Regions from separate parts of the Rattus norvegicus genome. Here region 1 is linked to region 2. Evidence: chromatin contacts called from public Hi-C data. All regions are on one chromosome and are shown on one strand. Each heading gives the region's core, a stretch centred on a gene start, on an enhancer-like site or on the middle of the called end of the contact. The rest is flanking DNA. Distances are from core to core; before and after follow the strand shown. Region 1 has its middle 260 kb from the start of Asap1. Region 2 has its middle 100 kb from the start of Asap1.

Region 1 (6,556 bases), core at 621-3,120, 160 kb before region 2:
ACAACTTTAAAGTAAAGTGTTTCTTTTAGCTACAAGTTTCACATTACAGTATATCACTACGGCAAGCCAGGGCAAGGATTCAAACAGGGCGGCAATAGAAACAGGAGCTGGTGCAGAGGTCATGCTTAACTGGCTTGCCCCTCATGGCTTTGCTCAGCATGTCTTTGTACTGCATCCAGGACCAGCAGCCCTGAGATGACACTACCCACAGTGGGTTTGGTCCTCCCAAATCAATCACTAGAACAATGCCCTACAGGCTTTCCTGCTGACCAAGCTTATGAAGCCATTTTTTTTTTTCTGCTGAGGTTCTCTCCTCCCAAATGATTCTCGTCTGTGCCAAGTTGACAAAAACAAATAAACAAGCAAGCCAACACACATAGTTTTAATCTGTTTGTTGTGGGGGGCATGTCTGTAGGCCAAGAACTAAATCTTTCTTCTATGTAGCATCCCACCCAATATTTGAATTTACTGATAATTCGTCCCTACGTACGAGGTCTGTGAGTCTGATTTCTCCCCAAAGATTGGCTTTATCTGTGGTAGATAATCAGGGGTTTTGGGAGCCAGACGTTTTGGGGTATGAATCCCCCAAGCCACAATATACTGTGCTATTGGAATCTGATCTCTCATAGGGTCTATTTCCAGATCTGCAAACAGAGACTGCAAGTGTCACTTGTCCTGTGATGGTAGAGATGGCATGAGCTTTACACTACCATAAGCCTCTCACAGACAAATTCGGTGTGGTTCTTCTAGCCTCTGTACCCTCAGTTCACCAGCAAATGTTTTTTGTTTTTTGTTTTCACCTTCAGTAACCTTTTTTTTTTCCTAAAAGATGTGTTATTTTCCACTTAACCACCAGGTGGCAGTGTCTTAGACCCCTGGGGTTTCTTTCCTGCAGTAAAAATGATAATGGAAAAACACCACTATGTTAAAGCACAGCTAGAAAGTGACAACCGGCTTCCAAAGCTCAAACATAATAAAATTCACTCATAAAACAGAGGCTCCCGGGGGTATTTTGTTTGCTTTACAGCTGGGTACAGCATGACAAAGTGACAGCAGCCTGGTGATTCCTGAGCAGAGGGTACAGCAAGGAAGGAAGGAATGGTTGATGAAGAAAACCAAAATCAATGGGAGGAGTCGGGAAGTAGCTACAAGGGAGTTGAACATTAAATTCAAATATTTTCCATTTAAAAGCCACTGCCTATAGAAACGAAGAAAGTAAGAATCTGAAATCGAATCCCACATGTTCAGGAATGACCAACCCTAAAGCAGCAGTTCTCAAGCTGTGGGTTGCAACCCCTTTGGGAGTCAGACAACCACAGACGTCGCCTAAGACCATCAGAAAACACAGATATTTACATTATGATTCATAACAGTAACAAAATTACAGTGATGAGGTAGCATTGAAATGATTTTATGGTCTTTATGGTCGGGGGCAGGAGTGTGACCAAAACTGAGGAACTGTATTAAAGGGCCGTAGCATTAGGAAGGTTGAGAACCACTATATTAAACAAAGGCCAGTACACAAGACTCTAATATGTGGAGTTCAAGCTGTGATTTTGCCATTTGTTCCCTGTTTAATTGAGTTGAAAATTACATACTATGTGTCTTTCATGGTGTCTGGCCCAGGCATGCTAACATCTACACTAATGTTCAAAAAGCTTCAGCCATCAAATCCTCCGAGACATCATGGAAGCATGAGAGAGGACTGTGAAAGCTTCGCCGAGACAAAGGGAGAGAATGGTTCATTTGTGCCAAGGGGGAGTGGTCTGCACTGTTGATTGGATAGTGACCGGCCAGGGGAGTGGCCTGCACTGGTGATTGAATAGTGATGGGTATAGGAGAGGGACAGAGAGAGCAAGCAGTCCAGATGGAGGGAGAAAATACCAGAGGAATGAGTAATCCTATGAGAATAACAACTTGGATTCAGAAGACAGGGAAGAAAGTGACCGGCAAGGGGCCAGGAAACTAAAGCCCCCGTTTGCCAAGACAGCTTGAGGGAAAGACTTCAAAAGACTTAGCTGGAGAGATCAGTAAGGGTTGATCTGTGCGAGTACAAGGGAGGGGACAGGCTCACCTAAGCAGCCATCTTGGTGATAAGGGTAGGAAGGAGGTGCAGGAGTAAGAGACCCTCAGGAGAGCACTGAGTTCCCTCACTCAGATGAGGGAAAGAAAGATGAGGACAATGAATGAGATTCAAGAGCAAGCCAAGTGTCTAGTCTGGAATGTAAAGGAAGTGAACTGCAAAGAGCAGGGAGACAAACCTAAGTTATTTTTTTCTTCAATAATTTATTTTTTATTCACTTTACATTCCCCCCTCCTTCCTTTCTTCCCAGTCCCACCTTCACAAATCCCTCCTCCACTGTCCCCTCCCCTTCTCCTCAAAGAACAGGGAGCCTCCCTTGGGTACCACCCCACCCTGGGCCATCCAGTCCCAGCAGGACTAAACGCCTCCTCTCCCACTGAGACCCAACCAAGCAGTCCAGTTAGGGGAAGGTGATCCAAAAGGAGGTAACAGAGTCATAAATAGCCCCTGCACTATTTATTAAGGGGCCCACATGAAGACCAAGCTGGACATATGCTACACATATGCAAAGGGTCTAGGTCCAGCCACTGCATGCTCTTTGGTTAGTGGCCCAATCTCTGTAAGCTCCCCTGAGTCCAGGTTCATTGACACTGTAGGCCTTTGTGTGGTGTCTTTGACCCCTCCTGCCAGTTCAATTCTGTTCCCCACTCTTCCACAACATTCTCAGAGGCCCCTCCTGATCTTTGGCTGTATTTCTCTGCATCTGTTTTCATCCACTGCTGGGATGAAGCTTCTCAAGAGACAGTTATGCCAGGCTCCTGTCTACAAGTATAGCAGAGCATCATTAATAGTGTCTGGGCTTGGCTATCACATGCACTGGGTCTCAAGCTGGTTGGCTCTTCCCCTCAGTCTCTACTGCATTTTTATCCCTGCACAGCTTATAGACAAATTGATGTCCCCATCCCGCCTTTGGAAGTTCTTCCTCTATACAGGAGGTTGAGAAGGTAAAAACTGTTGAGAGAGTTGTCAGAGCACTATGGGCTTGACCAGGATAAAGAGGTGGGTTGTATGACAACATAAAGGCATGTGAAGGACCCGAGATTAACTTGGTGATAGAGCATACATATGGCCCTATGCCCAAACCGCAGAGTAAACCAGTGAGACTCACCGAGAGAGGGAGAGGGAGGCAGGAGATATGAAAGGAGAGGAGAAGAGAAGAGCAAATGAGAGGGAAAGGAAGCAGAGAAAGAGAATATATATTTAATCCCTTGTTCTAGGTCTACTCTCTTGGAATTCCCCATATTAAGCTCAAGGCTATAGTCCACAATCTATGGTAACAATATGATTCATGGTGGGTGATATGATTCATGGTGGGGGACATACCACCACCTTGAAGACTGGGGTTTCAAGTCATGAAATTTGGTCTTTGAGGAACATTTGATCAATACCATTATAATGACGATGATGTTGGTAATAATTACAGCATCGTTGAGTCCTGTGAGAACTTCTGGGAAATAACACAGCCTGAAAGTCCTGGAAACTTCCTAACAGGTAGAGAAATGCAATGCCCATAGAAGCTGGAAGTCTGTTCAGGCAGGAACACGAATAATACCCAGCACTGTGCTGATAGCATAACTGATGTTGTCTTTTATAAACCTCAAGTAAGCCATCGTTTAAGAATAATTGCTTCTGTTTTGTAGGTGAGAGAGAATCATACGTGTGTGTCAACTGATGAGCCCAATACCTCACAATTATTATTCAAACCAGCTCCTCTGACTTCCAAGCAGATGCTGCCAAAATTGGGTGCACAATGAGGAACAAAGTTAATGCTGAATTTTTTAAATATTTATTTATTTATTTATTATATACAAATACAGTGTAGCTGTCTTTAGACACATCAGAAGAGGACATCAGACCTCATTACAGATGGTTGTGACCACCGTGTGGCTGCTGGGATTTCATCTCAGGACCTCTGGAAGAGCAGTCGGTGCTCTTAACTACTGAGCCATCTCTCCAGCCCTAATGCTGAATTTTTAACAATAGAGGTTTTTTTTTTTCATCTTGTTCGTTTTTCTGGTCTCCATATATCCTGGTATCCTGTGTTCCTATCCCTGCATTTGAGCAGCAGGTAAAACATTCAATGCTTATTGGATGATAAGAAAGATAACCCAGGGGGAAGAAAAACAAACAATGCACTCTGCTTTAAAAGCCTGACCCTCTTACAAAGACAAAAGGGCCTGTGTGGTGTGCAGTGAGCATGGACTGTGTTTCAGGCTCTCTGAGACCACAGGAAGCAGTTTGCCTGGACTGGAATAAGGACACAGAATTTATTAAAATGAGTGTCTTTTGTTTGCCCCAGGATAGCCTATGTGACAGTGAGATTGCCCACAGGTCAAAGCTCAGAATTCTTTGGAAGCAGAGGGGACATCTGTGCATTGGATGCATGTGTCTGTGAGGAAGCCAACCGAGTCCCCAAGTCTCACTGTGTCATCAGGCAGCAGAACGAGTCTGGAAATGGCTGTTCCTTTACAGCAGAATGAGGCCAAAACCAGTCATGTGTTCTCTGTCCCTAGCCAAAGGAGACTGACTCATGATCAGAGGCAGGAGAGGACACGGGCTGAAGCACAGATGGGAACATCACCTCTGGCAATAACAACACAGAATGCCTCTGCTCAGCACCTTAGAGATCAACAAAACGCAGGATCTGAGCTGCATCTCCTGACAAAAATGCCCAAAGGGGCTGAAATCATGCAATCACCTCTCTAGCCAGCAACAGCTTGAAATCAAAACTAGATTCCCCTGGGGAAATAAGCAAAGATCATTGCATTTCTAGCACATCTGAGGACATGGACCTAGACTGGTACCTGCTGCTCAGGCGTCTATAATTGGGGGGTCACCGTTTGGTGTTCCCTGGGGTTTCAGCACAATTCTACACAAGCACCACGGTGCCACATGGATGTCTTCATCAGCTGTTCTTTGAAGCAGATGGATCTACTGTGGGTGAGATCCCATAGGTAGCAACACTTCTGTTTAGTCTGCCAGGTCTTAGAAGTGGGTGTTTCTGCTACCACAGTCATGGTTTGCAATGGAGTCCTCTGCTGGACCATCTAAAGAGAGGCTGTCAGCACTGTGGATGGCTCCCTCAGAAGTAGGTGTTGTAGGGACCATATACCTGGACCATGGCAAATCTCTGCTGTGGCTGGGATTAGGACCTTGGCTGAGTAAGTCAGTCTTAGCTTTGGTTTCCTGTCCTAGAATAGATCTGATCATTTCTTCACTGATTAGTCACAGGCGTGAAGTGAGGAAGACAGGAGAGCCAAGATGGGAAAGGCTCAAAGGTGCAAAGGACCAGAGAGTAGCGTGACACAGTCCCGTTGTCCCCCTTTAGATCCTTCACACCTCTGCCTGCCATAAATTTCAAGGCTGCACCTTCCTTATTGGACCATGCATGCCTTCCCTAGAAGATCTCTCCAGTCTGCAAATTTCTTATATAAACCCGAGAAAACCTTCCCATAATATATATTGCCCCACAGGACTGACCCTATGTCCCTTTCTCCAACAGGGTAACCTGTCACACTTTCCCCCTGGACAGACCCACACTCTGTTCTTTCACTCACAGATCTTCTGGGTTTATTCTTGCTGTGCAAACACTGTTCCCACTGGCCTTTCACACTGACTGCTTCAAGCAGGGCACACATTAGAATTCAAGAGTCAACCTTAGCCCACAAAAAAATAAAACAGCCTTATTCGACTACATTGTTAGCATGTGCACCACCTCATTACTACCTGAATCACAATTGTTGGCAATATTTAAAACTGAATCCGGTAAGATCCTTGCACAGTGACAATGCCTTGTCTCTCCAAGCCCCGTGGTTCTTCTAGCCTCAGCTCTACCCTCTCTGCCTAGGCCCTTTGGGTTCCTACTACTCTCTCATTTCCCTTTGCTCTAATTCCATGCACCTACTTTAAAACACCTACTACATATTACAAAACATACAAGCAACGGCTTGTTTGGTCCACTTCAACAATCTGCAATAGCTGCCCTTTGTCCCTGTGTTTTGTACAGAAGTTGAAAGTCTAGGGATAAGTGTCTGCTCAACTAACACAGCCAGCAAAACAACCCTTCTTTTCTAGCCTCAAACCAGACCCAAGGCTATCCCATCATGCCAGTCACTTGCTTAACTTCCAATGAGTAATTCAGACTCTCGGATACTTTGAGAATAGAGAGGAGGCATCCTGATCAAGAGGTTTCAAGTGTCCCAGTCTCCGGAAAACAGGGGTGTGAAAGAATGACCTCCAACGGTTCCTCATATATTTATCTACTTGGTTACCAGTTGGAGAAACATCTCAGGGAGGATTAGGAGGTGTGACTTTATTGGATGAGGTGTGTCACTGGCAGTGGGCTTTGAGGTTTCTTACGTGTCGACAACATTCTCATGCTTGTGAGTCAAGATGTAAGCACTTAGCTACTGCTCTAGCTCCATGCCCTACCTTCTGCCCTGATCCCAACTATGATGGCTATGGACTCACCCT
Region 2 (6,429 bases), core at 987-3,486:
CCTCTGGAAGAGCAGCAAGTGCTAGAAGAACAGCCAGTGTTCTTAACTGCTGAGCCACCTCTCCAGCCCTCTTAGCATTTCTGATACAGGGAAAAATATTACCATCAGAAACCCCCAGTAAGGGCTGAAGAGGTGGCTCGATGGTTAATAGCACTAACTGCTCTTCCAGAGGTCCTGAGTTCAAATCCCAGCAACCACATGGTGGCTCACAACCATCTGTAATGAGATCTGATGCCCACTTCTGATGTGTCTGAGGACAGATACGGTGTACTTATATATAATAAATAAATAAATCTTAAAAAAGAAGAACCTGATATCTTAAAAGAAAGAAGGACAGAAAGAGAGAGAAAGAGAGAGAGCGAGAGAGCGAGAGAGCGAGAGAGCGAGAGAGCGAGAGAGAGAGAGAGAGAGAGAGAGAGAGAGAGAGAGAGAGACCCAGTAAAGTGAACCCATAAGGAAGAGCAAACTAAAAGGAAAAAACCTCATCCTTGTGGGTAGAAAGGGGCTCAGTATATAAAACCATGGCCACCTGAGTTTGGATCTGATGGACCAATCAGATTAGCTGAAGTCAAGCTCTTGCCTCTTGCATACCTCTTAACCATTGCAAGATGGCATACCCAGCCAGCCCTCAACAGACATGAACTCCTCAACCTTGGACTGTCCACCTTTGAGATCTATAAAAAAGAAATCTCTGATTCCATTACAGCTGTCCAGAGTAGACCAAGACAATCCCTGCTGATTTGGAGCAGTCTGAGACAAAAATGGTGCCATGATGCTTTCCTGACCAAATGCTTTCACAGCACCCACGAGCTCATGAGAGACAGCTCACAGTCTCTAACCAGGCCTCTGTTCTTCCCTTAGTTTTTACTGACTTGACCCCATTCTGTTTCTTAGAGGACAACATATGCTTTCTCACATTTGGACCTGCACCTGAACTCCTCTTTTTGCTGAGAATGTTCTGGTTGCACATCTGTCTGTCCTTTCCCAGCCAATCTTAGGTTTAACCCTAGTCATTTGCATCTGAGGCTGTGTTTGGTGTGTTTGTGAGTGCTTCCTTTGTCTTGCTGACTGTTCTATACGCTTATATATTTGTTCATGTCCCTATTAGGCTGCAAATGTTTGCAAAGATGTGAAACTTGTTTGCTTTGTTCAGAGTGCTGTCGGATAAAACCTAACACAAAATATGCTCATTGGATATGGAACCTGATGGTGGCTAGTAATAGTCATGCAGTGTCACTCTCTGGATTGTGGGTAGCAGAGTTTGACTAGAAATTCAATATTGCTGAAAGACTTGGGTTTCTCTGTGTGTGCACAAAGGGTCTCCCCCTGAATATGTAGCTGGGCTGCTGTCTAGCAAGCTCTGGATCCTATCTCCGCTATCTCCACGGTTCTGGGGTCATAAGTGGAGGATTAGACACACTGGCTTAGGCGCATAGGTGATGTTGGGAACAAACTACCAGGAGCCCCAAATGGGTTGAAGTAGAGAAAAAATGCAAATAAGACAGAGGATAAAAAATGCGATAATGAGATTCCCATAAAAATAGGAAAGAAGAGACAAAAAGGAAATGGAGGGAAATTGTACTTAGATCAGAATCTGAAAAGGTTTAGGTACCTAACCATGAGCAGCAAGGGATAAGCGACTCCAAAAACTGGTCTCAGAGTCAGCAGAACTGCCTTAGGTTCCGTATTGTGTTTAGGAGGGTTTTGGGATGGTGTTAGTATAGTTGTTGATGTCACTGTCATTTTTACTGTGACAGGGCCCTTAAACTGCTATGCAGCCAAAGATGGCCTTGAACTCCTCATCCACCTACCTCTACCTCCTGTGTGCTGAAATCAGAGGCTAATCCCACCACATCCAGTTCATGCTGTGCTGAGAGCCAAACTCAGGATGCTTTCACACTTAGCAAGCATTCTACCAACGGAGCTATAGCCCCAGACTGTTTGCTGTTTCTAAAACATCTTTGTTGATCGCATGCAATACAAGTAACCTTTTGACTATGTACAATTTAATGTAGTTTGTTACTATTATATTCAGAGAATTGTATAGTTGGGCCTATCAATTTAAGATTGTGTTTTTCATTGCCCCAAAAGGAAACCCAGTATCTTCTAGCTGTCATCCCCCACGTCCATCCTCTCCAGCTATTATAGAAAACCACTAATCTACTTTCCATCTCCATGGATGACTCGTCCATTCTGGGCATTTTATACAAATGGAGTCATACAGAATGTGGTCTCTAGTGACTCACATATTTCTTTTAGTATAATGTTTCCAAGTTTCATTCAAGTTGTAACATCTGACAAGTATGCCATTCCTTTCGATTTCTAAATATTACTCACCTGTACAGTCCCACATTTAATTCATTAAGCAGGAGGAGGGCACCATCATCTCTCATGGGAGCTACCGCCTACCCTTGTCCTATTGATAGTCTTGGAGCCCATCATACCATATGACTGTACCCGCAGAACTTCTCCTTACTCATGTTATTAATCCAAACACACAGCCTAGTAAGGGACTCTTTGTAGTTCATGCCCAGTACATATCCAAGTTCCATTCTACCGTATTTCTGGAAGTTCCTCAAATATATCTTGTTCACATGTGCCTTCATAATAATTTCCCCCAGGAGAACCATGAGACCAGAGTCATCTTTGTCAGTTTTTCTCATTAATATGTCCCAAGCACCTAGAAGAATGTGTAGAATGAAGTAGTTGCTCAGTAAATACCAAGCCTGTAAATGTTTTCATTTAAGTGTGCAGTCTCAAAGGTTTTTCAAGTGATTCTCTCTCCACTACTAAGGTTTTTAGGTAACTCCCTCACCTTGAGTGTGGCCTGGACTAATGACTTGTTTTCTTATTTAGTTTTGACTATTTCTAACTGGAATGTTCTTGAAACTCATTATGTAGCTGTATAGATAACCTCAAACTCTTGATCCTCCCACTTGCACCTCCTTAATTCTATAGTCCAATCATCACTACACCTACTTGTCCCACCTCCACATCTATTGAACTTCATTATGCAGTTTGAGTTAGCCAGTATATAGTAGACAGACAGACAGATACATAGATACATGGATAATAGATAGATCATTGATAGATGATAGATAGATAGATACATACATACATAAATGCATAGATAGATACATAAATACATAGATAGATACATAAATACATAGATAGATACATAAATACATAGATAGATATATAAATACATAAATAGATACATAAATACATAGATAGATACATAGAAAGGTCCCAGATTGACCTCAAACTTAGGATCTTCTTGCCTTAGCCCGAGGGTTGGGATTATATGTATATACCTACCATTATAGCCAGATTTTAATAACTTATCTCTAACTGACTAAATCTTAGCTACAGGATGTTACATTTAAGACATTAAATATCATCTTGTGCTCCCTCAATTGCTCAGGCTAGGATAATCATGCTGCTGTCTTGTGTGGAGGCCTGCCTGCATGGCTCAGTGAAGAACTAAGGCTCTAACTCCAGCACCCCATGAGATGTTAAGGGCCTCAGTCCTACAGCCTGTAAAAGGATGCAGCCTGCCCTCTGTCACAGTTGTAAACACACGAGTTGATCTCCCAGTCTCTGGTTGAATCTTGAGATGAGACTGAGCCCTGAATGTCAACCTGACTACATTCTCATGAGTGACGTGATGGCAGAAACATCTGCTAAGCTACGGGGATTCTCGACCCACAGAACCTGTAAGAAAATGCTTACTCTAAGCTGTACAGAAGTAAACAACTAACAGATTTAGGTGTAAGAGTGGAGTGTTTACCTGACAAAAGTCTAGAATGTGGGATTGACCTTAGAACAAGGCAAAAAAGTTTAAGCAATACTAAGAAGTGTTTAAATCACACTTAGGGCTAATGAACACAAATGAACAAAGTGCTTGTCACACAAGCATGAGAGCCTGAGTTCAGATCACTGGTACTCATATAAATAACCAGGCTTTGTAGTGCATGCCTGTCACCCTAGCACTGGAAGACAGTCTAGCCAATCAGTGAGCTCCAGGTACAGGGAGAGACCTTGTCTCAAAAAACAATTATCACATGCATGCATACATACATAAATGCATGCAAACATGTATTCAAAGACACCTAAACAAATAAAAAACTCCTTGAAGAGTACAGAATTTTGGACTTTAAGAACATAGGAATCAAAGAAAACCTTACTGGAAGCTGAGAGATGGTTCAGCAGAAATCTCAGCAACACTCTCTGCTGTAGTTATGTAGGAAGTAGAGTAGAGCCAGCAAACTGCAATGTCTCCTTAAGAATCTTCCCAGGCAAAGCATTAAGAATCCATCCTGCTTCTTCCTACTGCTTACAATAAAATGTGAGAGGAGAGGGCCAAACTGGGGAATGGGCCATCAAAAAAATGGAGCTAGGGCTTAATGATTCCGAAAGCTTTCATCTCCCTAGATTGTAAACAAACCTGAAAGGTAGAAAAAATTTATAAGCAAAGATCAAACCCAGGACAGTGCCTAGAAAACATGGTCTGTAGATAGAGCAGGGATGTGGGCAAGCCACAGCCACAGCCCCGCCTGGTAGCCTAGTGGACAGCAGGATCCCAACTGGTGGCTCCCAGATTCCTGGCTGAATTAGTCAGAGCTCTGTAAAGTACCAGAACTAATGCAATGAATATATATATATGTGTGTGTGTGTGTGTGTGTGTGTGTGTGTGTGTGTGTGTGTGTGTGTGTGTGTGTGTGTGTGTGTATATGAATATATATAAGTATATATGAATATATATTATGGAATATGTTAGAATGACTTACAGGCTGCAATCCAACTAACCCAACAATGACCAGCTGTGAGTGGAAAGTCCAAAAATCTAGTAGTTGCTCAGTCCCAAAATGCTGGGTGTTTCGGCTGGCCTTCTGTATAGGCTGGAATTCTGAAGAAGTAGGCTCCAGTGGATGTGCTGGTAATGAGAGTCCAAGCAGGCAAAGAACAAATGAGCCCTTCCTTCTTCCAATGTCTTTATATAGGTATCCAGCAGAAGGTAGGGTTCAGAATAAAGGTGTGCCTCAAGGTCTGGATTAAATGCATATGCCAAGCAAAAGCATGTGTCATCCCACCTCAAGATTTGGATCTTCTAGCCTCAAAGTCCAGATCACAGGCTTGTCCTCCATTTCTGGATTGTACTTCATTCCAGATATAGTTTAGTTGACAAGCAAGAAAGACCATCACACTGACCAATAGGATTATGTGATGAGGGGAGCTAAGTTCAATGTTCAGTGCTAAGTATGGGGGGTGGTGATTCATTACACAGCAATGGCACACATATATAAAGCTTCTACACAAATGGACACTACAGGGAGAGGAGCGTTTTAAACCAAAGCCTGAGCTAATATGAGCAAAAGTCAACCTTCCTCTCCCTGATACATACTAAGTACTTGGATTGTGTATTAGTGGCATGGAAGAGAGAGAAAGAGAGAGAGAGAGAGAGAGAGAGAGAGAGAGAGAGAGAGAGAGAGAGAGAGAGAGAGAGAGAGAGAGGACGGACTTGTATGGCATCTGGTGGCTGAACTTATGGGATAGTTCTTCCTAGAGGATTATGTAGGAACTTTTCCTAGCTAGTCAGCACCAAAAAAGGCAAGACACTACTCATTTCTTGACCTCAGCCTTTAGTATTCTAGGTGAGTTAGGATGCTAGGTTCCTCCTATGACTGGACCATGGCTTTGAAATTGCCCTTTCTTCCAATCCCCTATACCAGCAGCAAACTTAGTGATTCAGCTTAGGCTCCATGCCAGAAATAAGGATAGATGAAATTGTGAGTTGGAGGAAAAGTTCTTTTCACTGATCTCTTCACTTCTATATGAAGGTCCTGGTATAGACACCCAACAGCAAGCCCTAACACAGATAGGTGAAAGGAGGGAGGGGCACATGGGGATCCTGGCTTCAGAAAAACCATAAGAGATGATCTCACTTAACTTACTCCTCCGAATTTCCACATCCTCCGACACTGGCATTAATACCCCTCCATGCTAATCTGGGTCCACTTCAACTTCTCTTTCTTGAATCCATACAGTTCTTACTAACACAGCAGAAGTTCCCTTCACTGCTTCTCCTTCTTCACCAGAGAGCAAGTACTGCAAACCACATTGGAAGCACCTCACATGTCCAGAGACTCAGCCTACATTTTCTAAGAAATGACAAAAAAAAAAAAACAACCATGTATACTAGATATTAGTGGAGGACAGCCATAGTACAGGACCAAGCAGAAGCAGTGATGCTGTGTTTCATAAGAAAGACAACGCAATCCACAATGCACCTCCTTTGTCCTTTCATCACTTCATCTTGACCCTCCAAGCTAGGGCCTCCATGCTCTAGTAAGAACACACTAGAATACATGCTGCAGCTCAGAGAGGTAACAGCTGAGCTTCTCACTAGGCCTGAGCAAGGAGGGGACC

What was found. A called contact is a pair of places that touch in the nucleus more often than the background predicts.
Region 1: a Hi-C map of the A7r5 cell line shows a contact between it and region 2, with 2.4 times the contacts expected there. The contact joins two enhancer-like sites. A contact is called at or near these places in 2 of 12 Hi-C or Micro-C datasets (the A7r5 cell line and the Rat2 cell line).

The regions. Positions count from the first base shown.
Region 1 is chr7:98,241,420-98,247,975 of GRCr8, reverse strand. No RefSeq gene overlaps it. Among named protein-coding and RNA genes, the nearest start is that of Asap1, 260 kb to the right of the region's middle. Within about 2 kb of position 1,870, at least 12 of the 93 cell types and tissues checked have an H3K27ac peak or open chromatin away from gene starts, as enhancers often do. A contact at or near this core is called in the A7r5 cell line, where this site is marked.
Region 2 is chr7:98,082,713-98,089,141 of GRCr8, reverse strand. No RefSeq gene overlaps it. Among named protein-coding and RNA genes, the nearest start is that of Asap1, 100 kb to the right of the region's middle. Within about 2 kb of position 2,236, at least 7 of the 93 cell types and tissues checked have an H3K27ac peak or open chromatin away from gene starts, as enhancers often do. A contact at or near this core is called in the A7r5 cell line, where this site is marked.